Linked DNA regions of Triticum aestivum: region 2 is linked to region 1. A link is a contact called in public Hi-C data. All regions are on one chromosome and are shown on one strand. Each heading gives the region's core, a stretch centred on a gene start, on an enhancer-like site or on the middle of the called end of the contact. The rest is flanking DNA. Distances are from core to core; before and after follow the strand shown. Region 1 holds the start of LOC123119271 (protein IQ-DOMAIN 5). Region 2 holds the start of LOC123119272 (glycosyltransferase BC10).

Region 1 (2,583 bases), core at 32-2,531:
AGGGAAGGGGGGAATCCTACTCCCGGTGGGAGTAGGACTCCCCTTGGGGTGCGCCTAGGAGGCCGGCCCTCTCCCCCTCCTCCACTCCTTTATATACGGGGGAGGGGGGCACCCCATAGACACAAGTTAATCATTGATCTCTTAGCCGCGTGCGGTGCCCCCCTCCACCATAATCCACCTCGGTCATATCGTTGCAGTGCTTAGGTGAAGCCCTGGCCGGTAGCTTCATCATCACGCCGTCGTGCTGACGAAGCTCTCCCTCGACACTCTGTTGGATCATGAGTTCGTGGGACGTCACCGAGCCGAACGTGTGCAGATCGCAGAGGTGTCGTAACTTCGGTGCTAGGATCGGTCGATCGTGAAGACGTACGACTACATCAACCGCGTTGTCATAACGCTTCCGCTTACGGTCTACGAGGGTACGTAGACAACACTCTCCCCTCTCGTTGCTATGCATCACCATGATCTTGCGTGTGCGTAGGATTTTTTTGAAATTACTACATTCCCCAACAATAATAGCATGAAACAATAGAAAATAATAGATACATTTGAGGCGTATCAATGCCTTTTCTAGTAGTCTCCTGGTTTTGTTTGGACATGTCCAGCACATCGAGGTCCTATTTCTAATAGTGTGAGCACCAATTTCAGTATGTCCTAATTTGAATGTCATGGGATGAATTGTGATGTTCTAGTAACTTAGATGTCGACCCTATTCGTTAAGTGATTGAATGTTTTGATGAAGTATGCTTCTTTTTTATTTAGGTGGCAATGGAAAACTGCCGATATAGTCATCTATCTGTCCATTGGTATATCAAATCTATGACTTAGTGCCTTTTTCATGCACATTCCGTGTTCTGATATGGAGTTGGCCTCCTATCTTATTTTGGTCACGCTCCAGCACTCGGTGTGGCTACTCCTGTCACCATGTGTTTATCTTTAACATGCTTTGTAAAAGGAATCCCTTGATATGCTTAGAGTATATAAGCATGATAATATTAGTCTTTTTCGTCAACCTACATTGATTCGGCCGTTTGACTTTATTTACAAACCGGGCGAGAGCCTGTTTTCAAAGAGTATTTTCTTCCATCTCTTGTTTGGTTTGGTTTGTATGCAAATGCAAACAAAGGTAGTACCTCCCACGCAAAAATGAAGAATCACAAGGACCTACGCAAAAATGAAGAATCACAAGGACCTACGCAAAAAAGGAATGCACATACTGCCAACCGCCAAGTGGCAACCGCAACAACTTTGGACTGTACCCATCCAAAAGAAATTCTCGGGAACAATAATCCAAACCAAAGGAAGCGAATAGAATAGGAAACGCACAGCAGACAAGATAGCAAGAAAAAAAAAGGTTCGGAAAAGGGGAAGTTGGCACAGAGAAATCCTACCCCGAGCGGAGAGAGCGGAGGGCGACCGGAGGACTGCTCGCTCGCTCGCTCGTCGGTGGTGGTTCCGCCCTCTCTCCTTCCCTCCCTCCTCCGCGCTGCCCAGGTCGAGCTCCTCTTCTCCCTCCCTCCCTCCCTCCTCTCGATAATGGATGCTGTCTCTAGGTCTCTGCTGCTTGGCGTGCATAGGATTTTGTAGGACCTTTTGGGGAGCCAGTTCGATTTTTGCTGGGACGGTTGCTGCTGCGGTTCTGGCAACGCCGCCCTGTGACCCAATCCGTGTGCTTTGCTCGCATTTCGGCCGGGATTTTTTGGTGTCTTTGGGGTTGGGCTGCTGTAGAATTCAACTCCCCCCCTGCTAGGGTTCCTTCCGTGGGATTTCTGCTCACATTCTGCGCAGTGAGCGCCTAGAGTTGCTCCCGTGGGAATTTGCTCGCATTCTGTAGGCGTTCTTCACGGGAGGCCCCCGGGTGCGGTTTTCTGTGTTTAGTGCTGAAGTTTTACAGTAACTCTAGGTGTCGGCCGCAACTTTATCCTCCTTTTTCCTGTTCGTCGTGTCGGCTGCTGATTCCTGTGCACTTTCTACAGTTTTACTTGCTTGCGTAGTGCCATGGGGTTATGCTGTTTTCCAATCTACTCGTAAGCTATTGGGTATGGCAAAATGTGGAATTTTGGACCTAATCGATGCTTATGTTCAGCAAAGTTGCTTTCTTCAGCACGAGCCTGCGAGGAGTGTCACCGAAACTGTTCTTGCTGCATGACTTTTACTTCATCTGTTTATATGTTCAGGGGGGAATGCGTGGAATTCTGTAGCGATTAAATAGTTCAAATGTGCATTACATTACTACTAGATGCCCCTGTTTGCTGGGTGACAGATCAGTTTGTTTGTTAGTTTAGCTGTAAATAGCCAACAAATTTGACAAGTCAGTGTTGTTGTTACTTCTTTTTCTTTTCTTTCATAATGACATTTTCAACACTAGTGTTGCCTTAAGTTGCTCTAATTATTCATATGGGTGATGTACTTTCTCCACAACTGTCGCTGTATTGCTCAATTAGGTGGGACTTATCATTTGACAATGATGTTATGATGTGCAGGTGTTAGCTGATCACTACTTCACTAGGAGGGAAAAAGGAGCTACCATGGGCATTTCATCCAAGTGGATCAAATCACTTGTTGGGATAAAAAAGCATGGAA
Region 2 (2,583 bases), core at 35-2,534, 270 kb after region 1:
GGAAAAACAAATGATTCTTTTAAAGAGGTTTAAGCGAGTGCTAGAAATCCCATGAGAAGTAGTACAAAGAAATCCTTAGGAGAAATTCTTATAGGATTTAATCCTATGAAACAAACAACTAACACAGGGAAAAAAATCCGAAGGACTCTAATATCTAAAATTCCTATGAAAAACTTTTGAATCATAGGACCCCTTAGAATATTACAAATTTTACCGGCTGTTGTACATATACTAGGATAAAAAAAACTAGTGGTTGCAGTAATATTTTAGAGCTATGTTAATGTTCAAATTGTCCCTTTTTGGTGAGCTACAGGGTGTAGTATCTTGATATTAAAATTGAGTGACTTATATTTTGGATGTACTAGACTACAACTGTTTCTTTTGAGCCACTGCTATTAAAAATAACCATAGCCTGCACCTTTTAACATGACGCTGAGCATGAAATTTCTAAACAATTTTGTTCTTCTTCTAAACAGGTCTTTGAGTAGACATAACATTGACAATTTGCGTCAACTTCAGATTTTCCGATCTAATCATGGAGTGGGGTCAAATTGCATGCATTTTGCCCCTGGGTGCAAGCTCAGTGCAAATCCAACGACAAAGCAACGCGAGGAAATTGAATTTTGTGTTTCTACAGAATTTGCATTTACTTACCGACCCATAGCATGTATGCCTTTTGCGTTAGATTTAATCTCTGCCATTCCAAACCAATAATAGGGTCGCCGAAAAGGACAAACCATAAATTTAGAGGTCAAATATAGGGATCACCACAAAAAGAAAGGTCATCTGGTTTAGAAACCACAACCAAATCATGGTGTCGACGCGGCGTAGCCTATTCAATAAGGGTTTGGCGACATACGTTAATTTATCCATCCATCGATTGGAAGAGCTGCAAAAAAGTATGAATTACATTTTGGCACCCGCTCCTTGCAATTCAGCAAGTAATAAATCGCCACAGGTTATGTTGGACAACTAGGGTATAAAAATGGGGAGTAGTATATGAATTCAAATCTCAAATATTAAAAAAAGTACTCCTTCCGTCCCACAATGTGAATAGTGTCAAAAAACGTGTATAAGACATTGTTGCGGGTTCAATTTGGACAGAGTTATTATAATCGAAGGAGATTAGTACTAGTACGTTCGATTGCACGTCATGAACGAAGGTAATTGTACCTACATTTATTATTCAAATTAATGGATGGTGGGATTAGGACAGGCTGCAGAGTGGAGCAGATGAGAGCAGAGCAGAGTCCCACAAAAGCAGCAGAGCACAACACCTCACCTCACCTCACTCCTCTCTTCCCCCCCAACCTCCCCCCTCTTCTCCCTCCAAAAACCAACATCTCCACCCTCCAAACACCGCCACCATCAAGAGCAGCCCAGTCCCGCCAGAACCGCGAGATCCGATCCGAGCACCACCAGCAGCAGATTTGGCGCCACGGAACCGGAGCTCGCCTCTGTCCTTCCCGCCCGCCTGCCGTTTGATCCTCCAGGTGCGCGAGCGCTCTCGGCTGGTGAAATCTTTCCTCCCTGCTCGATCCATGCCCGGGGGGTGCTCGTCCTTGCCCGCGAGATCCGTCCGGCCCGTCCTGAGCAGCAGGATCTCCCTGTGATCCTCGTCTTGGCCTTCTTCCCCGGCGCCAAGATCCGGGATTTCCTTTTCGGTTTCTCCAGCGCGCGTTTTCGCCGGAGCGCCGCTGCCGGGCATGGCGTACGCGTCGCCGTACGTGCTGTCGTTCCTGCTGCTGCTGTCCATGCCGGCGGTGTACTACCTGGCGCCGCGCCTGCTGATGCCCAAGACGCTCCCGGCCATCCCGGACGCCGACGAGACGGAGGACCTCGCGCTCTTCCGCCGCGCCGTGCTCCTCTCGGCCGCGCCCGCCGCCGGCTCCGGCTCCGGCTCCGGCGCGGCGCCCTCCTCCTTCGGCGTCTTCGGCCGCCGCCCGCAGGCGCGGCCCAAGGTGGCCTTCCTCTTCCTCACCAACTCCGACCTCGTCTTCGCGCCGCTCTGGGAGAAGTTCTTCGCGGGGCACCACGGCCTCCTCAACCTCTACGTCCACGCCGACCCCGCCGCCAACCTCACGCTGCCGCCGACCCCCTCCTTCCGCGGCCGCATCATCCGGGGCAAGGCCACGGCGCGCGCCTCCGCCACGCTCATCTCCGCCGCGCGCCGCCTCCTCGCCACCGCGCTGCTCGACGACCCGGCCAACCAATTCTTCGCGCTGCTCTCCCAGTCCTGCGTCCCGCTCCTCCCGTTCCCCGCCCTCTACCGCACCCTCCTCACCGACAACAATGCCGGCCGCCACCGCCGCCACCGCAGCTTCATCGAGATCCTGGACAGCGAGCCCACGCTGCACGCCCGCTACTACGCGCGCGGCGACAACGTGATGCTCCCGGAGGTGCCCTTCGACCGCTTCCGCGTCGGCTCCCAGTTCTTCGTGCTCGCCAGGAGGCACGCCGTCATGGTGGTCAGGGACAGGCGGCTCTGGAACAAGTTCAAGGCGCCGTGCCTCGTCAAGGAGAAGGACTCGTGCTACCCGGAGGAGCACTACTTCCCGACGCTGCTCGACATGCAGGACCCCG

What was found. A called contact is a pair of places that touch in the nucleus more often than the background predicts.
Region 2: a contact with region 1 is called in a Hi-C map of leaf, with 6 times the contacts expected there. The contact joins the promoter of LOC123119272 here to the promoter of LOC123119271 in region 1. A contact is called at or near these places in 3 of 5 Hi-C or Micro-C datasets (leaf and an unstated tissue) and 1 of 1 datasets of contacts at active chromatin or transcription factors (leaf).

Annotation. Positions count from the first base shown.
Region 1 is chr5D:36,822,014-36,824,596 of IWGSC CS RefSeq v2.1, forward strand. It overlaps LOC123119271 (protein IQ-DOMAIN 5), which reads left to right and starts at 1,282. Exons shown (of 7, transcript XM_044539001.1): 1 at 1,282-1,494; 2 at 2,484-2,583. The coding sequence starts at 2,529.
Region 2 is chr5D:37,088,298-37,090,880 of IWGSC CS RefSeq v2.1, forward strand. It overlaps LOC123119272 (glycosyltransferase BC10), which reads left to right and starts at 1,285. Exons shown (of 2, transcript XM_044539002.1): 1 at 1,285-2,583. The coding sequence starts at 1,707.